Linked DNA regions of Anser cygnoides: region 2 is linked to region 1. The links are chromatin contacts, called in public Hi-C maps. All regions are on one chromosome and are shown on one strand. The core of a region is the stretch at or near the end of the contact, and the rest is flanking DNA. Distances in the headings are between cores, read along the strand shown.

Evidence for each region. A called contact is a pair of places that touch in the nucleus more often than the background predicts.
Region 2: a contact with region 1 is called in a Hi-C map of liver, with 4 times the contacts expected there. The contact joins the promoter of PPP1R1A here to the promoter of GPD1 in region 1. A contact is called at or near these places in 2 of 7 Hi-C or Micro-C datasets (both in liver).

Annotation. Positions count from the first base shown.
Region 1 is chr32:1,617,705-1,623,981 of Taihu_goose_T2T_genome, forward strand. It overlaps GPD1 (glycerol-3-phosphate dehydrogenase 1), which reads right to left and starts at 2,763. Exons shown (of 8, transcript XM_048052888.2): 1 at 2,652-2,763; 2 at 2,323-2,500; 3 at 1,688-1,828; 4 at 1,204-1,342; 5 at 137-249. The coding sequence starts at 2,692. SMARCD1 (SWI/SNF related, matrix associated, actin dependent regulator of chromatin, subfamily d, member 1) reads right to left here. Exons shown (of 13, transcript XM_066985804.1): 11 at 6,004-6,126; 12 at 5,649-5,750; 13 at 3,707-5,423. The coding sequence ends at 5,370.
Region 2 is chr32:1,883,273-1,889,549 of Taihu_goose_T2T_genome, forward strand. PPP1R1A (protein phosphatase 1 regulatory inhibitor subunit 1A) reads left to right here and starts at 2,525. Exons shown (of 7, transcript XM_066985603.1): 1 at 2,525-2,700. The coding sequence starts at 2,620.

The sequences.
Region 1 (6,277 bases), core at 1,513-4,012:
TGCCCAAGCGTCTCAGCGAGCCAGGGTGCAATATCCAGAGGAGTTCATCCAAGTGGCAGCCTCCTCCCCAGAGCTCCCCGCAGAGCTCAGGCTCTGCTAACCGAGATCTACAGACCTCAGCCAGCAGCTCACCCACCTTGAGAGCCCCGCAGATCTCTACGGTGTCAGCCTCCTGCACCACCGTGACGCGGAAATTCGGCGTCTGCATCAGCTCCTTCAGGATCTGCCCGTACTGCGCGTTCTTGCACCCTGACGAGACAAAAGGAGAAGCGTGAGGGGAGAGGGAGACGTGAAGGAGACCCCGGAGGAGGGCTGTTCTCTTCTCCAGCGCACTGGTATGTTCCTGCAGCGTAGCCCTCGCATCCGGCGCAGTGAGAGGAATCTCTTGCTCAACTGCTGGGCATTGCTAAACGTTTGTGGGACCACAAAGTGCCAGGCGGGCGTACAGTGCCTGGTGGATAATCAAGGTTCAACCTTGGGATTCCCAGAAGATGGGGATGATGCCTGCCATTGCATTGAGCAAGAGAGAAGTGGCGTGCCCAGTAGATTAAAGGCGTCTTCAGAGACTGCAGATTTGTGTTTGGAGGCTGCTGCGCTCTCTGTTCCTGCAGGGCCCTGCATGGGAGAGTTTCTGTGCTTGCAGTGACAGCAAGCTCTGCTTCCACGTCTCCGGTCCCTGCAGCCTTCTGCATGGCTTGTTTGCTTTTGTTTCAAACACGGACACTTTGAATCTTGTAACTTCTAACCCAGAGAACTGTTCTGTTGGTTTTGGCTGCTGTGTACGGTTCACAAACAGTGCGGAGGATGTCAGGAGCTGCCGCCAGATGAACTCTCAAGTAGCCCTGGCTAGCAAGGACATGAGATCCAGGTGATTGTCCCTTGAAGCCCAGTGAGATAAAGGTAGGTGAACTCTATTTCCTAAAGGGTCTCTCAGTGTCCGTCCCTTTCACTTGTACCAGGCCAACTGCCAGATGCTCCTAGTCAGTGCTGGCAGGAGCTTTCAGACACACAACCCTGTTTTTAATGAAGGGAGCAATCACACTGCAAACCCTGTGAATCAGTTCATCGAGCTCCTACGGAGCCTCACTGCCTTCACAGGGAAAAAGGGACGGCTCTCCCTAGGCAGCACCACGCTCCCCCCTTTACGTCTTCCCGCTCGTCAGAAACGGTGGCTGCTAATGAGGAGGGATGCTGGCTCCTTACCGATGGTTGTTTCACAGAACTTCTCTTCTGCCACTTCATTAGCAATGTTGGCCCCCATGAGGACGCTCATCTCTATTCCCAGTTTCTCGTGGATAATGTCTGAGATCAGCCTCAGCCCGTCTGGTCCTTCGTCCACCCCCTGGGAGACAGCCAGGGGCAGAGATGAGCACCTGTCCCCTCCAGCGGGACCTGGCCCCCGCTGTCCCAACCCCGTCACTCCCCATCCTGCGATGCTGTCGCCCCAACAGCCCCCCCCAAGCTCAGCTGCGCCCCGCTCGCAGCGCTTCAGACCCCCTGCATGCCCTCACCCTTTTCCACTCCACGAACACACCTCCAGACCCCCGCGAAGACTTCCCACACCCCTCTTGTACGCCACCAAAACCCCAGAGCCCACTTTCTGCTCCCAGACCCCCCTGGCTCCCCTTTGCAGCCCCGCACAAGCTGTAACCCCCGGCTGCCAGGGCGGCGCTCCTCCTGCTCGCACCTTGATGAGCGACACCCCGATGGCGCCTTTCTTCACGTGGCCCTTGAGCTGCTCGCAGACCTTGCCGATGAACTGGTGGGGCACCACGAACAGGAGGACGTCGGCCCCGGCGCAGGCTTTCAGCAGGTCTGGCTCTGCCACCTGCAGGGTGGGACCGTCAGGACCTGCACCCGATTTTTCATGGCGAGGGGCCTGCCCCTGTCCACGACGAGGGGAGCAGGGGCTGGAGGACAAGTGCGTGGGGTTTCCCCGTAAGAGGACGGACACAAAGGCTGGCGGGGCAGAGGGGCTGGAGCTTGGCAGCACAAAAGGCTGAGTGTACGGTCACAGGACGACAGCGCCCGGGCTCGCCGCGCACCGCTGATGCCAGCTCGGAGGCAGCCGCGTGGCTTCAAGCCCAGGCTGCGGGATGCCAGAGCAGGGGCAAAGGTGGGCAGCGAGGGTGGCCAGGGCTGCGGCTCATCCAAGCGCGCTGCAAGGTCACTGGGAACGTGTAAGCGAGCCCCGTGCATCCCCGTTCGCACAGCCAGCACGCGGGGCCGCGGCAGCTCCCAGCGCAGCTTTTTATTACCTGTCACCGGGGAGCCCGGCTGCCAGCGCCGGCTCTCGAGCTCGGCAGGGAAGGCCACACTCACCACGTTGGGGGGCAGCTTGTGTCCCGGCAGGTACTTGACGTTCTCGTGCTCCGTGTTGATGATTTCGGTGAGGCGCCGGCCGCCCACCTCCTCCTCCAGCACCCACATGCTCACCAGGTTCTCGAAGGTGCTCAGCCGCGCCGCGTTGCTGCCCGCGATCTTGGCGATGGCCGAGCCCCTGCACGGGCAGAGCGGAGCCGTAGGCACCGAGGCTGCCGGCACCGGGGAGCCCGGGGCACCCCACGGCCCTTGCCCGGGGGTCCCGGTGTCCCGGGGACAGCTCCGTGCTCCGGGAGGGGACCCGCAGCGCCCGGCCACCGGCTGCTCACCAGTTGCCGGAGCCCACGACGCACACTTTCTTGCCGCCCATGGTGCGAGGAGCTGCAGCGCTGCTCCGTGCCGAGCCCGCCGCCGGTATTTGAAGGCTGCCCCCGAGCAGGGGCGGCCCCAGCCCGCCTCCCGCTCCGCCCCGGGGGCAAACCGGGCACCCGCGGCCCCGGGGGGCCGCCCAGGTCGCTGGCCCCGGCCGCAGCCGGTGCTCGCGGCTCCGGGGAAGCCAAGCCAGCGCCCGGCGGCTGCAGATCGCTGCCCCGAAGCGAAGGCGCTCGGCTCGCCGATCTCAGCGCAGCCGGGAACGGTGAGTGCCCAGCGGCTTCCCCCCCTCTCCCTCCCCTCAGATTGCCGCATAAAAGCATTTTATTTGCCCCCAAAGAAGCGTCGTCCCGTCGTGTCACCTCCCCGGGTGGGAGACGTGAACCATCTGACTGCAGAGCCAGGAGGCAACGCCAGCCTTCATCCCAGCGCTAAGCAGCAGCAGCACCGACTGCTTGGCCTTACGCGAAGCGCCCTTTCTTCTAGACGCAGAGGATCTCTTTCTCTTGCAGCGAGGCTTTACAAGTTTTCTGTAAAGCGTTACATTTCTACTCCGATAACCAAGGCAGGGTGCAAAGAGCGAAGCCCCTTTCGCATGCCTTTAAACCCATCTCTGGAACCTTTAATACAGTTTCCTCAAAATCATACCTGAATCCCGCGGGGCTTACAACAGGCTGTCACCGTTCTGCACGGCGGTGTGAATACCGGGCCGTCTAGATTTTATCAGCACCTTGGCCACTGGATTTCCAGGTTTGCTCAAGTTACTTTGCTTATTTACCACAAAAGCACTCTGCAAAGGCTTAGTGGGCGCTGCAAGCCACAGATCCTTACCTGAAAGACGCTGTATGAAAGGCCAAAACGTGATGAACGTTTTCTCTGCAGTTTCTTAAACCAGTTAAAAAAATAAAGTGAAAATAATCCTGTCCCTTCCCAGGCAAATACATGAGGTATCATCCACCAAGGCAGCTGCTGAGAGAAAGTGTGCTGTCAGCACAGAAGGAGGGAGGACAGCTTCCTTCACAGGAGGCTTTTATTAAAACTGGGTGACATCTACAAGGATACAGTACAAAAAAAATTTTGGTCCATGGAAAAACCCATAATATTCAGTTAAGAAAAGCAGTTACTCTGCAACAGCTATGTTTGCCTACGCAGTACTCAGCATCCTTCATGTGTGACTACCCTGAGGAGTCAGTGGGCTGCTTCACCAGCACCAAGACCTTCACCCCAGTACCACAGAGGAGCCATTTCAAAGAGGGTAAAGGAGAAGGGAAGTCGAGAGCCTATTACTCACAGACATGTAGTAACACAGACACAAGGAGTAGGGCCACCCAGGCTCCCAAATTCATAGTAACCTTCCCAACCACACCAGAGCCGGGTGTGGGGATGAGGGGGGCTTGTCAGTAACGTGGCTTTGCAGCTGTTCCAAGAGAATATGACCAACTTTTGAGTCCATTTGCATTAGTCCCGAGCAGAAATACTGAGATCCGGGTTAGAGAAGCCGCTCTCTTACACCTGACCACTAGTTCACTAGTAAATAGTTCCATGACGAGGCATGGGGGCTGCTACTCCCCACAGTAAAGAAAGTCTACTTGTACATTCCTGATCCATGCTGGGCCTTATGGCAGCCCTGGAACCTAAAACTTGACTAAAAACCACAGGAGCTTCAGCATGGAAACATCTCCTAACTCACATATGCTTGGAGCTACATCCATTCCCAAGGACGGTCCTGTTACACTCAGGTCCACACAAAGGAGCCTCTGGTCCCCAAAGCAAGTGACATATGACAACTGTCCCGAAGGAATGAGCGTACAACACCCCACCCCTGCACAATTACACGGGCAGCTGTTGCATCCTCCCTCCCTGCTACAGGGAAAACAAGCAGCCAGGTGGCTTGCTGGAACCCCAAGTGTTTTGAAGTGCAGTGAAGTCTCAGCACTCCAGATCTTGCACACCCCTGCGGTAAGCCAATGCTTCATCTCCCCTGTGATTCCCAGCCTAAAACAGTCTGTCATAAACATGAAGGGAGCAGGACAGGAAAAAAAAGGGACAAGAGAAGAAGCGATTCTCTACACAGTCCGGTAACTTCCTCAAGGAGGAGAGTGACCTGTGGGGCAGCCCAGTGCAGCAGCACCCTCCGCGTGAAGGAGGGGAGGGCTGGGAGGTATGTCAGCTCGTGGCATCCTGCCCGCTCCATCTCCTGGTACCTTGCTACAAAAAGAGGCAGGGACTAGACTAGCCGCAGAGCTCCACCCTTAGAGCAGGTCCAGGCTTCCCAGACCCAGGTCTCACGTGTGCCACAACTAGATGCTAGCTGAGGAGGAACGGGCTGTGGTTTCTGAACTTGAGAAAAGCTCCAAGTCAGCATTCATACTGGCTACCGGGGACACTACAGGCAGTACGGAGTCACAGAAAGGCTCTCAGAAGCCCTGGGACTGACAAGGCAACAGTCAGGAAGAAAACCAGGTAGAAGTGTGTGCTCGTTGGAGCCCGTCTGCTTGCCACTCCCCAGAAGACCCCAGGTGTCCTAGAGTTGCCCCAACAGGGGCAATGCCAGGATGGATAATGGTGCAGGCCTCAGTGCCGGAGTGGGATTACGTGAGCTGTAACAGCGTACTCTGCAGCTCTGTCTCCACAAGTAGCTGTGATGCCTTCTGGCTGGGGAGGAGCGGAGCGGCCTATGTGTTGCGGATTCCCAGGGCCTGCTCTAGTTCCTGCCGTCTTTGCTGTACCTGCGAGAGAAGCCAGAGTTGCAGCATTAACACAGACAGCAGCGCAGCATCCAAGTACCACAGGGCCCAGGGGGAAAAGAGTGAGTCCAAACCGGGACCAAGATGCATCAGCAGCGCCTACAAGTGAGGCTTAGCAATGCCACTTTTCACCAGCAGTGAAAAAGGAGCGACAGGTATGTGGAGCCACCAGGTACAGAGGGGGGACACCTGCTTGGGGACGCTCACCTTGGAGTAGAAGTATCTGCACACAGCTTCCTGAGCCCACGGCTGGAAGTAGAACTCAGCTCTACGCTCCTCTTCAGGATTCCCAACAACATCAGTCATCGTCTGGAAAGCACAAAGGACAAAACAGTTCAGGGAGCGTGAAAGCTCTGGCTGTGCTGAGCAAGCCTGCACGCACACACGCCCTTCCTCAAAGAAACATCAGTACAGTCAGGTCAGGTCCTTATCCTTGACTTCAATACAAGTCTTGCTTTCTGAAAAGGAAATTGCCTCTCTCCCTCTCTCTCTCTGTGGGAGCTGGTAATAATGAGTAAAGAGTGTGACTGGATCCAGCTTCCCCACAAGATGAAGCTTTTACCTTCAAGTCCCGGCACTGGGACTGCAGCCAGTCATTGATGAAGCCCTGAGGATCTCGGGCAAAACTCAGCATGAACTCACGCTGGGTCTTCAGCTGGTTAATTGTCTCTATTGTTTCATGGATCTGAAGGAGATAAGCACAGCGACGCGACTGCTGAATAGGGGAAAATGTCAGAGAAACATCAAGAGGTCCAACACACGAAGGTGAATTCTTATGCTCCCTGGCTGACTTATCAGATAGGATTCTCAACTCCCACCTTCCTGCTCTAAACATT
Region 2 (6,277 bases), core at 1,275-3,774, 270 kb after region 1:
CGTGACGTCGGAGCCGGACACCCCCAGGGGACGAGCAGGGCGGGGGGGGGGGGGGCACACGGTTTTAGGAGCATTTCGGGGTTCCTGGTGCCTTTCCCCCAGCTCCAGACCACGATGGAGAGCGTGGCGTGCAGGCTGCTGCCCCGTCCTCGTGCCACACGGGGGGGGGAGAGCAGCGTCCGGTCCCGAACCTGCAGCACCCAGAGGTGCCGCCGTCCCCGCTGCCCCCTCCCGCCCTGGGGACACGCGTGGTGCCAGCTCCTCTGCCCAGACAGGCCTGGGGGACACGGGCAGAGCATCCCGGATTGGGGGGGGGGGCGAGCGGCTCTGCGGCCCCTCCTGCCTGACCTAGTTAGCTAATTCCCGCTGCCGGAGCCTCCCGCGGCATGAATAAGTGATGGGACGCGCTTTTAGGGCTGCGGCTGCGGCGCTGCCACCGCGTCCCCCCCCCTATTTCTGTCCCCACCTCCTGGCAGCCAGCACCCTGGGCCGGATCCGGCAGCCCCAGGAGTCGGGGGCTGTGTCCTGGGGGGGGGCTCTGCCCCTTGCCGAGGGGTTTTGGGGAAGCTTTGCTGGGGGGGGGGGGTGGCAGAGGCTGGGGACACAAGCCCGTGAGAGCCACCAGGAGGAGACCCTGTGGGGGGTGGCTCTGGTGGCTTTGGGACAGGACCCCGGGGTCCATCAGCTCCCCCCACCCCAGAGCACGAAGCCCCCACGGTGCCTCCGGGGCCGCTGGAACCGGGCACCGGGGGCCCCAAAATTCATCACTCCGAGCACGGGGGCGAAGCTCGGGGTTGGCCACCGCGGTGTCCTCGTCCCCCACAGCCCCCAGCCCCCCAGGGTGGCCGATGCTGTAGAGCAGAGGTCACCCCTGTCCCCGTCACCGCTCTGGGGGGTGTCACACCTTGCCAAGGGGGGTTCCACCCTGGCTGGAGGGGGGTCATTGTCCCCGCTGTGTCCCCTACAGGGTTGGGGACACCCCCAAAAAACACCCCCGGGCTGCAGCAGCACTGGGGACACCGGGGACGTGGCCCCGTGCCCATCCAGAGGGGCTGCCACATGGCAGTGTCCCAGCCCGTGGGGGGGGTGGCACGGGGTGCAGGGCAGCGCTTGTCCCCTCCTTGTCCCTAAATCTTTCACCCTTTTTTTTTTAGGACGGCCTCTCCCGGGGGCACGGGGCATCCAGGGACCTGCCACCGTGAAGTCCGCAGGAAACTCGGGCCTCCTGCTGCCACCCCGTCCCCGCCACCACCACGGGGGAGGCCAGCGTCCCCTTTTGGGCCACCAAAATCGGCGAGGCAGCCGCCCTGGGGGTGACACCGCGCCACGTCCCCCCCTGCAGTCACGAGGGACAATGGGGACGAGGGGCGCAGGGTCACCTCCGCGGGCAGGGACGGGCCCCGTGGGGGCTGGGGGGGGGGGGGGCGATCGATGCCCCAGGGGAATTTGCCCCCGTGGGCAGCGGGCCCGGGGCGCAGCACGTGTGGACTTTGCTCGTGCCGTGCCCTCCGAGCGGCCGGCTGCTGGTGCCTGGCCTTGTCCGGGCGTCTGTCCCTGCATCCGTCCGTCCTGCCGTCCCCGCACCCCGGTGGCCACGTGCTCCGAGGGTCTGGCCGTGTGTCTGTCCCTGCCTGCGCAGGACCCGTGTCCCTGCGGGTCCTGATGGCCACGTCCGTGTGTCTGTCCCAGTGCGGGCGTGTGTCTGCCCCGTGTGTCCGTGTGTCCTGCTGTCCCTGTGTCCCGCTGTCCCTGTGTCCTGCTGTCCGTGTGTCCTGCTGCCCGTGTGTCCCACTGTCCGTGTGTCCTGCTGTCCCTGTGTCCTGCTGCCCCTGTGTCCTGCTGCCCCTGTGTCCCGCTGTCCGTGTGTCCTGCTGTCCGTGCGTCCTGCCGCCCCTGTGTCCCACCACCCGTGTCCCACCATCCGTGTGCCCCAGCGTGTCCGTCTGTCCCCACGCGTGTCCGTCCCCACGCGTCGCCCTGCCCCAGCGTCCGTCAGTCCCGGCCGCGTGCCCGCGTTGCGCCCCGTCCGTGTGTCCGTCCCCGGGGTCCGTCTGTCCCCCGCGCTCCCCTTCGCCCACGTCCCTCTGCGTCTGCCCCGGTGGCCGCGCCTGTCCCTCTGTCCTTCCCCTGCCGGCGTCCGTCCGTCTGTCTGTCCGTCCGTCCGTCCGTCCGTCCGCCAGCCTGCCTGCCTGCCCCTGCCTCCTCCCGTCTGTCTGTCCGTCTGTCCGTCTGTCCGTCCGTCCGTCCGTCCGTCTGTCTGTCCCAGCGCCCCCCCCCCAAACCACCACCACCCTTGCGCTGCGCCCCTCGCCCTGCGCGGTGCCCCTGTCCGTCTGTCCGCCTGTCCGTGCCGGTGTCCGTGCCGGTGTCCGTCCGTCTGTCCGTGCCGGTGTCCGTCTGTCCGTCCGGCAACCAATCGCCGGTACCGGGGCGGCTCCGGGTGGGAGGGGGGGCGGGCGGAGCGGGGCCGGGCTCAGCACCGGGACCGGGGGCGGCTCCGGGAACGCTCTCGGGGGGGGGGGGGGGCCGGAGCGGAACCGGGGCGGGACCGGGGCGGGACCGGGGCGGCTCCGGGAGCCTCCGGTAAGCACCGGGAAGGCGCCGGAGGAGCCGCCCGCCATGGAGCCCAACAGCCCCCGCAAGATCCAGTTCACGGTGCCGCTCCTGGAGCCGCACCTCGACCCCGAGGCGGCGGAGCAGGTGGGGACACCGGGGGGGGGACACCGGGGACACCGGAGGGGGGGGGGTACCGGGAGGGGGGACACCGGGAGGGGAGGACAACGGGGGGAGGGGGGACAACGGGGTGGGGACACCGGAGGGGGGGGGGGGACACTGGAGGGGGGGACAACGGGGGGGGGACACCGGGGGGAACACCGGGAGGGGGTGGCACCAGGAGGGAGACACTGGGGAGGGGGGGACACCGAGGGAGGGGGACACCAAGGGTGGGGGACACTGAAGGGCGGGGGACACTGGGTGGGGGGGGGCACTGGGTGGGGACCGTGGGGTGCTTTGGAGCCCCCCCCCAAGGGACACGGAGAGGACCCTGTGCCGTCCCCGGGGGTGCAGGGCACGGCGTGGCACCGAGCAGCCCCCTGGTGACAGCAGCGGTGCTGGCAGCACCCTTGGGTGCCGTGCAGCAGCGTGGGTGCTGGGGGGGGGGGGGGGGGGACACGGGGTGCTGCGTGGGACAGACACGCCGATTCGGGGCGCACGGGGCTGGGGGCGGTGTGGCCGCATCGACCCCGACCCCGGCGACGGGCCCTAACCATGGGGGACACCCCCGCGCCCCGTTGTCCCCCGGAGAAGCCCCCCCACGGGCTGGGGGCCACGCAGCCCCCGCGGGTCGGGGACGGCCGAGGGGCTCCGGGTGCTGTGCCGGAGCCGTTGGCTGGCTCAGCGCCGCACCTTCGGGCTGCCCAGGGTGGGTGTAGGGTTACGGGGCCCCCCCCGGCCCCCACGCCGCCCCCCTGCTTGCTCAACCCCTGCTGGAGGGCATCCAACGGGCCCCAGGGCGGGGGGCTCACCCGCAGGCCCCCCCCAGCTCTGTGGGGTGACACTGGGGCGGGGGGGGGACACACACAGGGTGGCCGGCGGCACCCCGGGGGCCGGCAGAGCCCGGCTGCGGCAACGGGGGGCTGGGGGGGGCTCGGGCAGCGGGGCCCGGCCGTGGGAGCCCATTGCAAAACCATCTTGGCTCGGCGTGCGGCCCCAGAATAGCAGCAGGTATTGCATGTCCAGGGGACGCGGCCGCGCCGCTCAGGGGCTGGGAACCCGGGTGCGGAGCTCACTTGGCCCCCCCCTGGCCCCACACCGAGCACCCCCAGGTCCTCCTCCGACCCCAAATCCCGCGGGCTGGCGGGCTCCGGGGCCAGGCGGGTTTGGGAACGCCACGTGCCCTCGCTAACCGGGCACACGAGGAGCCCTGCGATGGCTCGAGGGTGCCGAAAAAGCCAGGAATTATTGGGGGGGGAGGGGAGCGGGGGGGGGGGCTCCTCCAGGATCCCGCCGGCCCCAAGCGCGCTGCCCCCCAGCCGAGGGGAGCGTGCCGGCGGCGCGGGGGCGAGCGCGGGGCCGTCTGCGCGGCGAGCATCTCGCTGTCGCTAAATACGGCCACGCACCATCTGGGGCTGCTGCACGGCTCATTTGCAGCGCCCAGAGTGGCTCGGGGAAAGGGGGGGGGGGCTCGGGAGAGGGTCCCCCCACCCACCTTGGGGGCAGGGGTCCTGGCGTCCTGCCCCCCGTAACGCCCGCGGGCATCCCGTGCCCGTCCCTGCCTCAGTTTCCCCCCCCCCAGCGGAGCTCAGCCACGGCTCAGGGGGGTGCTGGGCCCTGCTCGGGCAGGGTTTGGGGTGCGGTGTCACCCCCCAGGAGGGACCTCGGCCTCCGGGAGCCTCTGTCACCCCCTGTCCCCGTGTTCCCACCGGGCCAGGCAGTTCCCGTCCGGGTGGAAGGGGTCACCGGGGGCTCGGGGAGGTGCGGTGGCAGCAGGTGACGATGCTGGTGTCCCCTCCCTGGGTTTGTGTCTCACTTTTTTTGGGGGTGTCCCTGCAGGAAAAGACCTGGCGGGGTTCCCTTTAGTGGGGTTCCCCTTGGTGGGGTTCCCTTTAGTGGGGTTCCCGGGGGGGCGCTCAGCCCTATCAGCCCCCTGCCTGCCCGCAGCAGCGTCCCCACGTCCCGCAGCGCTGTCCCCAAGCCCTTCCAGCCCCACCCCACAAGCAGCCCTCGTCCCCACGGCCTTCGGGTCCCCGTGTCCCCGCAGGTCCCTCCATGCCACGAGCACCCATCGGCCCTGACCCTCCTGGGTGCCACCCATGGGTGCCGGGGCTGGTGGGGGGGCTCGGTCCCGCACCTCTGCCCGTGACGGTGCTGAGCGCGGCGTGGTGCTGAGCGCGGCGTGTCCCCGAGGCGGGTAGGGGACAGGCCGGGTGCGTTTGCTCCGTCATGCTCAGGGACGGGCTGGAGCCACCCGGATGGGCTGGTCCCCGACCCAATTGAGGTCCCCGATCCCATGAAGGTCCCCGATCCCCTTCTGGTCCCCAATCCCCCCCAAGGTTCAGCCCCGTGGGGTGGGAAGGATGGAAGGGACCCACCCTGCCGAGCCCCTCGGCGACGCCGTCCCCCCCCCCCCGGCGGCTGCTCCCGGCCCCGGCGTTTTCTTAATCGATGCTGGAGATTGATCTAAAAATAGCGCGGGCAGGAGAGCGGCGAGGTGGGGGGGGAGCCGAGCGTGTCCCCCCCCCTCCCACGGCGGGGGGACCCCAGCATCCTTCTGCGGGGTGCGGAGAGCGAAGGGGCCCTCCCCGGGGCGCGGGGGTTTGGGGGTTTGAGGATGGGGGTTTGGGGTTTTGGGGATGGGGGTTTGGGGATGGGGGTTTGGGGGTTTGGGGATGGGGGTTTGGGGTTTTGGGGATGGGGGTTTGGGGATGGGGGTTTGGGGATGGGGGTTTGGGGATGGGGATCTGGGGACTCGGGGATGGGTGCCCGGCCCCGAGCACAAGGGAAGCACGAGCCAGGTCCGTGGTGCTGAGCTCCAGCTGCGTGACCTTGAGCGGGTCACGCCGGTGTCCCCCGCCCCATCCCCGTGCCGAGGCAGGGGGGCATTTTCCGGGCTGTGCCGTAGGGCACGACTCTGTCCCCGTGGGGGGCACCGGGGGTGCTCGAGCAGCCTGGGGACGCGTCGGTGTCACCTTGGGGTCCCTCTGTAGGGTCCCCTGGGCCAAATCCAGCCCCTAAGAGCCCGGCCCAGCTCCATCACCAGCACCCCGAGCCCTGGGGCAGAGGCGGTGGATGATGGGGGGGGGGGACACGGCCGGTGACCGAAGCCACCGGGGCGAGGGGACGGTGACGAGGGCTGCCGGACCGGGAGCGGGGTGGCTCGGTGGCGGGGAGGGGGCGATTTTCGTCTCCTTTTAATCTCCGTTTAAAATCCAGATCGCGGGTTTCTATGGCAACCGGGCTGCCACGGGTTGGGGGGGGGGGCGGTTGGGGAGGGGGGGGCCGCAGGGTGGGCCGGGGCTGAGGCTGCGCACAGCCGGGGAGGGGGCTTGGAGGGGCTCCCCCCCCACCACCCGCTCCGGCCGCTCTGCCTGCTCGTTAGCATCTCATCAGCATCTCATTAGGCAGCCCGCCTCATTAGGGAATCCTCGCCGGGAAATTCGGAGCCGCTCAGTCAGTGGGTCAGCGGGGAAGCGGGGCGAGCGGCCGCCCCGGGGACACGGTGCCACTGGGGCGCCCACGGGGCTGCCAGGCCGGACGTGCTACCAAGCGGCAAGGATGG